3 separate regions of the Mus musculus genome follow, and all the other regions are linked to region 1. A link is a contact called in public HiChIP or PLAC-seq and promoter capture Hi-C data. All regions are on one chromosome and are shown on one strand. The core of a region is the stretch at or near the end of the contact, and the rest is flanking DNA. Distances in the headings are between cores, read along the strand shown. Region 1 overlaps Gm32379 (a long non-coding RNA gene). Region 2 holds the start of Ppif (peptidylprolyl isomerase F (cyclophilin F)). Region 3 overlaps Zmiz1 (zinc finger, MIZ-type containing 1).

Region 1 (3,366 bases), core at 640-3,139:
GGCTGTGAAAAGTGATGGAGGTCTACACAGACAGACTCCGTGCCTCCTGTTCTGGGTACCAGTGGCAGAAGAGAGTTTGACATTTAGAACCCGAAGAAATGTCAGGTCCATAAGCCATGGCAGGAGTCTGTTGTCACAGCTGAAACCTTTCAGGCACAAGGAACCCCATGGTTCAAAGGACATTTCCTGTCCATTCCAGACGCTCCCATCTCTTCATAAGAGCATCAACAGTCAGAAGAAGGAGAGAGAATCCAGGATGTTCATTTATCCAAGGACAGCTTGAAGATGCCTATCTAGGCTTGGGGTGGGCTGACCTCATGAAGGGGATTCTGCTGCTCCCCACACCTGCTCACCCACAGCACAACCATAGTGTGTCTTCCTGTCTTCCAAATGGGAGCAGAGGCCTTTCGCAGGCAGCCAGAATGCTTTGCCATCCTGCTACACAGGCATGTGCAAGCCTCAAATGCATACTTTCCCTGTCTGCCTGTGCCTTTGTCCCTTGGGAGTCGGGGTAGATCCCTTGAGAGTCATGTCAAGAGCCAGGCGCCAGCAGTAAGTACTGCCTTACATCCATATCTGAGTTCCAGCCTGCTGTGAGGTTGGTGAGCACTAAGGACATGAAGACTCCATCGCCGGGGAGAGGGGGCGCGTGCCATCCCAGCCCTCTCTAAGCTTGCCATCTATGTCTACCTGGCTTCCTGACCTGAGGCCTCAGAGAACTGAGTTTTGTGCCTGGGAGGGCAGCGGTGATAAGTTATCCAGGAGAACCCAGCTATGTGAACATGAGGAGGTTCTAGCTGTTGAGATGGCTTGGTTTCCTCATCCACGACAGAATGCTGGGACCCAAGTCATCCCCATGCACTAGGGCTGGCACTGCTTGCCACTCAATCTGCCTCAGAGGTCATTGCTGTTTGTCACCATTTCTATGGTGGCTCTGAAGGGGGTGACTATGTCTGCAGTATAATGGGACAACAGTGCTCTACTATGCTGTTCAGTCTCAGGGCCAGCTTTGGAGCCCACACACACATCTTCACGGCCTGGGCTCTGTCTACAGGCCTCATGCCTTCCCATAACCTGAAAGGGCTCCTGAGCTGCAAGGCCATCGCCATCATTGGGTAATGCTGGCAAATGCAGTGGCACCCAGGAACACCAGGGTTACTTTGGGACAATCCTTGGAGGGTAAAGCTTGGGTAGCCAGTCCTCTTCAGTACTCTGATGGCACTTGACAAGGTTAGGGTGCAGTTATCTGTCACCTTCCTCAGACTCTGCCCGAGCTCTCACAGATGCCAGACTAGTGCTAAATGCTAGGCACTAGTGTTTGGTGCTGGGTGCTGGGTACTGAATACTGGGTATTTAGACAGAGTAGATGCTCTGTGCCCACAGACACAGACCTAGGGACAATTGAGAAAGGCAAACAAAAGGGAGTGAAACAAAACAAGCTTTTAGATTCCCTACATACAGACGGTGAGGTAATCCCTTCTCTTTAGCCATGTGAAGCAAGGATGGATGTTTGTTGCATGAAGAAGGACTTATTCCGTTGGCACATATCTTAGCTTCAGTTTCCACTCGCCTCGCCCTGTGTGTGTGTGTGTGTGTGTGTGTGTGTGTGTGTGTGTGTGTGTGTGTGTGTGTGTGTGTGTGCTGCCTCCCTGGCTGGCCAGGGCCAGCCCATAGCCACTGCTGCTGCTTGACAGCTGGATGTCACTTCCCCCAAAGAACACATCATTTGCCCAGTTGTCTGGGGGCAGCTGTGCACACAGCCTGACTGCTGTGTGACCTTTGGCTACTTCACTTCCTGCTTTGGATTCCATGAGCTGTCTCTCAAGCCTCCAAGCCTGGACAGTCCCTGGTGCAAGAACCCAGAGGTCAGAGAAGGTAGAGAGATCTCCCTGTTTCTCATGTCACCCCTGGCTCAGGTGCCAACCAGGCATCCCACACTCGGGCAGCCAGGTAACCAAGGTCGGAAGGACACAAGTTAAACATTGACTCTGAACACTATCAAACACCCTGGTTTCCATCCCCCCTGGTCATCCCCACAGGGATAATAAAAATCACACAACCAAAGCAAGGTTCAGAGGAGCCTTTTCTGAACTGGACTGACCCCAATTAGCTGAGTGACCTTGGGTACTTTCCTGTCCACGTGACTTAGCTGGCTCCCCCTTGGTGTGAGCCTGGAGTTCAAAGAAACAAGTGTACGGAGGACCGGTGTCACAGGGCTCTGTTCCTTGGTGGACTTGAAGTCTGGATGGGTGGTCCAGGTCCAGGCTTCCTCATGACCTCTGACCTCCCCACCTGTTATCTTTGATCTGACTTGTAATGCAATGCGCTCTGTCTTCCCTTCCTGGGCATTGACACAGCCATACAGCTCTGCTCCTGGAAACCCAACAGATCTATCTCCTCTGAGAACCTAGATGCCTCCTAGGGAAGAGAGCCTTTGGGCCTCCTTCTTTTTGGCTCTGGTCTCTGACCAGAGGCAACTGCCAATGTCTTTCATAGTGCCTTGAGCAGCCAACAGGCACAGGACCATAAAAGCCTGAAATTCCACCTAGTTGTGTGCTTCCTCAGGGCAGGGCTGTATGGAGAAGGGCTCCCATTGCTAGCCAAGAGGCAGGCTTCAGGGGACACAGGTAGAATCCTACAAAGACCGCCAATCCCAAAAGACCTCTGTGTGGTGAGTCTGTGGTCATGTGGTAACCTGACTCCAGAAAAGCTGAACCCCACCACAGTAAGAAGGAAGAGGGGTTCCCCATGCTGTGCTTCATCCAGATGCAAGGGCACACAAGAGTGCCTCTGTGGAGAGTGACTCTGACCTGGTCGTGCCTCAGTAAGTGCTCCCGTCATTAAGACCAGGTGGACGTCACACCCAGCACCGTGGCCTCTGTGCCTTTCCTAGCAGGGCCTCTGTGTCCTTCCCAGCAGCTTCATGTGCATCTGCCCTTGGTTTGTTTTTGTTTCTGACCTGACTGTCTGCCTAGGCTTCCCTGAGGCCCAGGGAGGGGAAAGCCAGTAGATATCTGCTTTTCTGGCTGCCCTCAGGAACCTGTGAAGCAACTTGAGTAAATTACTTTCACCCCTGTCAAGTCTCCCATCCTGCCAGCCTCGGGGTGAGGGGCAGAGTGAGGAGCACTAGCTCTGATAAAGTGAGGAAAACAAGCTGGGGGGGAGCACGCTTACTGCAGATGCCCCTTCTCTTTCCTCTGGTTGGGGCTGGGATGCGGGTCTGTCATGGAGGGCTGGCTAGAAAGTCCCAGTGCCACTTGGCTGGATTTAGCATAGCATCCTTCCCTGTTCTGCTTCTTTAAGAGAAACCGGAGGCTAACATTTATTGGCTGCTACGGTCATGCTGCATGTGTGGCTTTGGTGTTT
Region 2 (3,366 bases), core at 385-2,884, 490 kb before region 1:
GCTGGGATAACAAAGCAAAGAGCCCAAACACTTTACCTAACCCTGCCCTGTGCTGTCATGGAGAAGTGGGAGGAAGCTATCAATGAGAGCTTACATGGGCCTTCCCCTGGTTCTGAGATGTCTAGCTACTTTCAGACTGGTTAGCAGAGTTGACAACAAGGTCCAGAGAGGGACAAAAGGCTGCCTCAGGGTACTCATCAGCTGTGCTTAGGTTGAGACTCCCATATGGTCATAATCTAAGTCCTAACTCCATGCCAAGCCCACCAGCCTTGCCGGGCTCACTTTCCACGTAAGCCTTACCTGCAGTCTTTGGCACGACATCTGCCTTTAACTATGGTGAAGGAAAAGGAACAGAAAAGGATGGTCAGTCCAGAAGCAGGTGCAAAAAAGATCCCCCTCACCATTCACACCCAGAGGCCAGGGCATCATGACAAAGAAGAACAGGGCCATTCCCTTCCATGACCACCAACCCTCCTCGGAACTGCCAAAGCCACTATCGTTTCTGCCAGCTGCTTCCTGAACCCAACCAAAGCTTGCTTGAGACAGCCTTAGTTTCTTATCCGAAGAAACTAGTGCCATCCTGGCCCACTTCCGGGACAGAAATGTCAGCTGGAGGCCCTCGGCATGAGTCCCTGGACCAAGAGTAAGTATCACATTAGAATTAGCTGACCTTCCTCAGTGCTGGGGGAAACTGAGGCTCACAGAAGGGAAGGAGGGGACCGTCATCCAAGCCTGCCTCATGCCTCTCAACTTCTCTTAAGAATCCCTCTTCACCAAACAGAGTTGGGGAGGTACTCCTCATTTTCCAAACGAGGAAAATGAGGCATAATAAAAAATGCCAGCTCCCCTCCCCCAGTAGATCGGCAGTCTAACTGGTACCTTTGTTCAAAGCAGAACAGCCTAAAGGCTCCTGGGATGGCCTCCTGATAACCTTGGTGTCTGTTTCCTACTTTTCTTTTTAAGGGTCAAATCTCAGGGAATGGAGAGGGCTTGGGCAGCCAGAACCTTCTCACTTGCATTCCCTGTGTCTCCTCTTAGGCAACCAGGCCTTGGGGGCGGATCCGGAGTGCGCTCAGGCCACCACGTGAGCACCTGGCAACACCTGGACCTCAGCTACCCACCCCAGAGCTCTGGGTCCAACCTCGGACGCAGAGGGTCTAGGAAGCCCAACGTCGGTCCAGGCCGGTCAGTGGGCTGTCACTCAGTACGATCTGACCTTGACCTTTTCCTCCACACCCCCCAGGGTTTTGAAAAGCCCCGAACGGACCAAGCTGATGCCGCCTCTTCTGAGAGAGGGAAACTGAGGCTCAAGGTCACCTGATGTGCCAGGCACAGTACAGGGCCCGGGAAGTCCAGGTTTTCCAAATGTCCAAGCCTCACCTCCAGCACCACGCGGCCGAGCGGCTGTCCATCGGCGCCCACGTCCAAGTACACGAGCGGGTTCCCGGAGGAAGAGTTCGCGCCGCGGGCTCCGCCGTCGCTGCAGGTACGGGTCGCGGAGAGGAGCAGCGGCGCGGAGCGCGGGCCGGAGAGCAGACCGAGCAGGCGGGGGCCGCAACGCAGCGCTAGCATCGCTGTCGCGGGTCGGGCGAGGGCGCGCGGAAGAACTCAGAGCAGACACAGGCAAGGTCGTACGACCCAGGAAGCGATACCTAGGCCGCGCGCCGCCGCCTTTATTGGTCGGCTGGCTTCGAGACCACGCCCCCCTCCACGCCTCCGCCGCGCCCCCTCGGAACCTGTTCGCTAGCGTCCCCTGCCGGTTGCCGCTGGCAGCGTAATCGGCTCGTGCGTTGTGCCCCGCCCTCCATCCCTACACACTGAGCCGGAAGTCCTTTGAAAGTGCTTCTAGATCAAGAGAAAGGTTGATCCTGAGATTCAGAAAGACGTGGGGGGGTGTAGGTGGGGGAATCTGAGGTGGCTCAGAAAGGGAGAGATAACAGAAAGAACAGAGAAGCAGAGATACAGTCTAAGACACCCACAAGGTGACCTCAGGCTGCCGGCTCCAGGGCTGAGTTTGTCTCCTTTTGCTTCTAGAGACCAGATCCTCCGCCAGGACTGAAAATACAGTTTGCCGAACCAATAGTGCATCTGCCAGGCCTCAGTCCCAGCCCACTCTGACAGCCCTTGTCTGTTCCCACCACCTCCAGCCAGGCCAGCAGAGTGCGGGGCTAGATTTACACCCCCTGGAATGCCCCCTAGATTTACATTCACCTGGAATAAACTTCCTTGCCAACTGCACCACACCTGCAGGTAACTTCCTAAGCAACCATTCTCTAGGGATGCCAGGAAGTTGGCAGTGTGTGATATAAAAGGAAAGGAGCCTGCAGAAGAGCCACAGGCAGGACTTTAAACCCTGGTGCACTGGGCACAGCACCAGCCTGGGAATCAAATGAATGCCAGCCAGCGAGAGCATGTGAGCCAACACAGTTAGGAAACTGAGGCTCAGAAAGAGAAAAAGGCTCTAACTAGGGCTAGAAAACCCTGGTTCCCTACTGCTGGATTCAGCCAGTCCTGCAACCAAGGAAGCGATGAGAAATTACCCTGCTTTCTACTCATACCTGTTCTGAGGATAAACAAACAAGAGAGAGAAGCATTTGTTAACTGTTAAATGCTGTTCTGTGTTCAACAGCGATGGGCATAGCCTAGACTGTGTGCTCAGAGCATAGCGGGGAATCTCCAGTGCAAGGTCCCAAGGTCCTGAGAGGCGGGAGCAGGAAAGGAGCTGAGAGCCTTAGGAGCCGGGGAGCCTGGCCTGTCCCACCCAAGATTCAGTTGGGGGGTGTGTGTGTGTGGAGAAGCCATGCTGGTCCAAGTAGTCTATGAAATCAGGGCATGCTCCCCGCCTCACACATGGCAGCCTGAACCCTCTTGTGATGGTCCACAGCTCTCTGCTTTGTGCTACTGGCCTTGATGGGTTGTATACCAGTCCCTAGTCTAGGGTGGGTCTCACCCAACCCCACATAGGGCCCCGTCTTTTCTTGTCAGTGTGTATCAAAGGGAGCTGCCTGCAAGGGGAACTCACTTGCCCTCCGCTCTGCCTGAGCCATTGGCACATTTTCTAAAATCTATGCAACAGCAGTGCACACTTAGACTGGAAGGGAGTGGAGAGGAACCACCACACATGCCCTGCTAGGAAGCATCCACAAGTCCCAGGCTTTCTGTAGCCCATCGACTCCTGTAGGTCTTGACTCCTATTGGTCTAACATACCTCAAATTGGAGCTGTGGAAACTTGTTGTCCTGAGCCTGCAGAGGTGAGGATGGAGCTCCTGCTGTGTTAAAGTATGCAGATCCCACCCCAGAAGAGAAGGAGCCTTCATTCACAAGACTCCTTCCCAGCCTCAGACCTTCCTCATGGCTTAGCATGT
Region 3 (3,366 bases), core at 412-2,911, 280 kb before region 1:
CCGTAAACGAAATCAGCATCAGCCACCATGAATACAAGTTAAAGAAGAGAGCAGACTCAAGAACATGGTGCTGTGATCCATGGTCCACCACAGGCTGGAGCCCATGGCAGCCCTGCTCTGTCAGAAGACGGCAACAGCAAGTAAGTTCTTGGCCTTTGGAAGCTGTCCTTGATGCGGGGCTAAGAAGAAGAGTGGTCTGAGGACAGACAGGATCCCTTGGTCCTGAGTCACCCAGCACAGCCATCTCTATCGTTGTAGGAGTGTGAGACCATCTCAAGGTTGGCAGGATCTGAGGGGTTATCACACTGTTGACAGAAAAGGAGGCTCAGACACATGGTCTCACTGACTCAAAGTCACAGAGCATTGAGAGGCTAAGCCGGGTAATCCAAGCCTTCCAAGTTAGCCAAGGCCCCCCGTCTGCCGTGCTGCTGAGTTGGTGCTGCGCAGTCACCCTGACCCGTGGCTGTGCTAACAGCTTTTACACCTGAGGTTAACAACTATGATTTAAGAGGTGGTTTGTCTTAATTTTCAGGAGTCAGCTTCCAAGCAGGTACTAATGCATCAGCCTGGGAAGTTTGTCTTTTAGAAAATATTTATAGCATTTCATGACAGTTTGGTGACAATTGGTTGCAACAGCTGCTCTTTTCCTCACTTTCTATCACAGCACCAACCCAGAGCAGCAAACACACACAGACACACATAGACATACACACACACGGAGACACAGACAGACAGACAGATACACACACACACACACACACACACAGACACACACAAACACAATCACACAGACATACCCATACACACAGACACAGACACACACACACAGTGACACACAGACACACACACAGACACACACACAGAGACACACACACAAGTCTTTCACACACACAGACTCACACAGACACAAACACACAGACACACACAGACACACACACAGACACACAGTCTTTCACACAGACACAGACACACACAGACACAAACACACAGACACACACACACACAGACACAGACACACACACACACCCTTTGCATAAGACACAGACAGACACAGATACATAGACAGTCCTCAAAGCTACCACTAGGATCACTGGGACTCAGAGCCTCTTCGTTAGTTTTGGAACCCCTAGGATAATGGCTCTCAAAGAAACCTCAACAGTAAAGGATCCAAGCCCTCAACCCCAAAATGTAGATTCTAGTTTCAGGGTAGGATTGGAGAAATACAGCTGGAGCTGAGCTAACCTGGTATTCGCTGACGGCTTGCAGAAGTTTATAGACCTCCATAATGGCCACAGCAAGACATCACCATCAACCAGGCAAAGCCTGTACAGGGACTTTTGCAAGAAATGGCTATCAGAGCCCTCTCTGCTTTATCCCATACTAACAGGCTTCCTTGGGCTCTGCCAGACCCAGCCTACTGGCCCTGACTTACTCACAAAATGACCTTTCTAGTACTAAAGCTCTGAGAATCTTCCACTGCATTCTGGAGTCTCAGGTAGAAACTCAGTGGCTTAGGAAGCCATGTCCAAGATGCTGGCCAGCACACAACACAGGGAAACCAAGTCTGTCATGAAAAGCCCCACACCCCAGTGGGCACAGCAGAGGCAGCTGCTATGTCACAATCAGAAGTTCTCAGCTGAGAACAGGGAGTAGCAGTGATACCCAGGGCCCAGGGCCAGGAGAAAGGGTACATTGTTCCATGCCTGTGGCACGCACCTTCTGCGCATGCCAACTTTACTCTCCCAGGTAGGGTTCCTAACCCTCTGTACCAAGGCTGCAGACTCCACCCACTGCACACAGCTCCACCCAGCACAGGCAAGCTACAGGTCAAGCTTTGGAGAGCCACGGTTCCAGATGAACAGAAACGAAGCCCAGGTCAGTCCCACCCACACTGCCCCAGGAGGTTGGCAGAGTGCCCCAGGGTTTGATCTGTAAAGCCTCTCTCTGCTTGGATGTCAACAGACATGGCCAACTAGTGATCTGCTATGACACCGCCCTTTCACTCTCTGCTTTCCCTTATCCAGTTTCCCCTCTTTCTCCACCATTTCTACTGGATCATCTGATGTCCACCCCTCAGGTGCCCAGGCCCAAGATCCATAGGTAGGACCTGGAAACCAATCAACTGTCCTTGGCTCTGAGGCTGCCCCCAGACAAGTTACTTAGCACCTGACAGACCCTCATATCATGTGCTCACAAGCCCACCGTTCCTTCCACCAGTATAACCTGTCCTGTTTGTCACCTCCCCCCTGTGTACGTCTGGTCTCTGCTCACCCACCTCATCTTATAAACTCTCCCTGCCCCAGGGCCTTTGCACTTGTCTTTCCTTCTCAAATTCCATGCCCACACTGTGACCAGCTCCACTGTTTCCCAAGAGGTTCTTCCCTGTGGTAGCCTTATCTACACACACACAGTCCCTTCTGCAACAACAGTCAATGTCATTCCTATACTGCACACTGCAAAAGCTAACTGTTTCTGTATGTATTTATTCTGCCCTCCATGGTCCCACCCCATCTCTGCCCAAGAACAACAGCCCTTGAAGCTAGGCTCCTAGTCAGGCTGGTCTCTGTGGTCATGTCCAGTGGCTGGCACAAAATGGGAGAGCTCGGGATTTGCTGAAGGAAAAGTTGAAGAAACATTTGAGAGGTTTCCTACTCCCTAGATGACGATGCTAAGGACTGGGAACAGCCTCCCCTTTCTGAGAGTCTATGAGGCAGAGGCAGAACCCCGGCTTCCTGAGGCCCAGTCAGACCAGAGGGGTACTCAGCACCACAGAAAAAACACAGAACATAGATGGCTCCCACATCTCCCTTGAGACTTGACTGCCACTTTGCCTACTACATCCTGTCCTTGAAGCCAAGCTGGCCTCCACATGGGCCTGACTGCATTCTGGCCATCCTTCCGAGGACCCCTGCCTGAGCCAGCCCAGTTTCCTTCCTCCTCATGCCCAGCAACTCCCAGCCCTGCCTTGAGATGGCGGGGAGAGTCAGGGCCAGGAGAGGCCTGTTGTCCTGGGGTGAAGCAGGATGAGGTGGCCAAGCCAAATTCAGGTCACATTGCTACACTCACAGCCCTGTGAGGGCTAAAAATAGCCATGTTTATGCTTGCAGAGCTGAGAGGCTGCTTCTCAGTCAGCGGGCTCAGGGACTTTACTGCCATCCCAGGAGACCTGGTCCAAGCCAGGCTTTGGCCAGGCCTTCCTGGGTCGGTCGCTGCCTCTGTTTTTTGGTAGGGTGAAGACAAGCTGAGAAGGCACAGGACCCTGCATGTGTGTTTAGAGGGAAGTGTGTTTGAGGGATAGAGGAGTTGGCCAGATCTTAGTCCGACCAGTTTATCCCAAAGCCTCCAGGATCGCAGTGGCGTGGGGCT

The links. Promoter capture Hi-C pulls out the DNA fragments that hold promoters and counts their contacts. HiChIP or PLAC-seq counts read pairs in DNA pulled down with a chosen protein or histone mark.
Region 2: a promoter capture Hi-C map of liver shows a contact between it and region 1, with 2.2 times the contacts expected there. The contact joins the promoter of Ppif here to the enhancer-like site in region 1. A contact is called at or near these places in 4 of 39 promoter capture datasets (cranial neural crest, hematopoietic stem and progenitor cells, liver and 1 more) and 1 of 115 datasets of contacts at active chromatin or transcription factors (bone marrow-derived macrophages).
Region 3: an H3K27ac HiChIP or PLAC-seq map of hepatocytes shows a contact between it and region 1, with 4 times the contacts expected there. The contact joins two enhancer-like sites. A contact is called at or near these places in 2 of 484 Hi-C or Micro-C datasets (both in liver), 4 of 115 datasets of contacts at active chromatin or transcription factors (hepatocytes, kidney and liver) and 2 of 9 other capture datasets (adipose tissue and pancreatic islet).

What each region holds. Positions count from the first base shown.
Region 1 is chr14:25,207,099-25,210,464 of GRCm38.p6, reverse strand. Gm32379 (a long non-coding RNA gene) reads left to right here. Exons shown (of 5, transcript XR_383275.2): 3 at 200-3,366. Among named protein-coding and RNA genes, the nearest start is that of Gm32379, 2.9 kb to the left of the region's middle. Within about 2 kb of position 1,889, at least 45 of the 459 cell types and tissues checked have an H3K27ac peak or open chromatin away from gene starts, as enhancers often do. A contact at or near this core is called in hepatocytes, kidney, liver and 1 more, where this site is marked.
Region 2 is chr14:25,692,438-25,695,803 of GRCm38.p6, reverse strand. Ppif (peptidylprolyl isomerase F (cyclophilin F)) reads right to left here and starts at 1,634. Exons shown (of 6, transcript NM_134084.1): 1 at 1,381-1,634; 2 at 301-331. The coding sequence starts at 1,572.
Region 3 is chr14:25,487,941-25,491,306 of GRCm38.p6, reverse strand. All of the region lies in intron 1 of Zmiz1 (zinc finger, MIZ-type containing 1), which reads right to left. Among named protein-coding and RNA genes, the nearest start is that of Zmiz1, 30 kb to the right of the region's middle. Within about 2 kb of position 1,661, at least 136 of the 459 cell types and tissues checked have an H3K27ac peak or open chromatin away from gene starts, as enhancers often do. A contact at or near this core is called in hepatocytes, kidney, liver and 1 more, where this site is marked.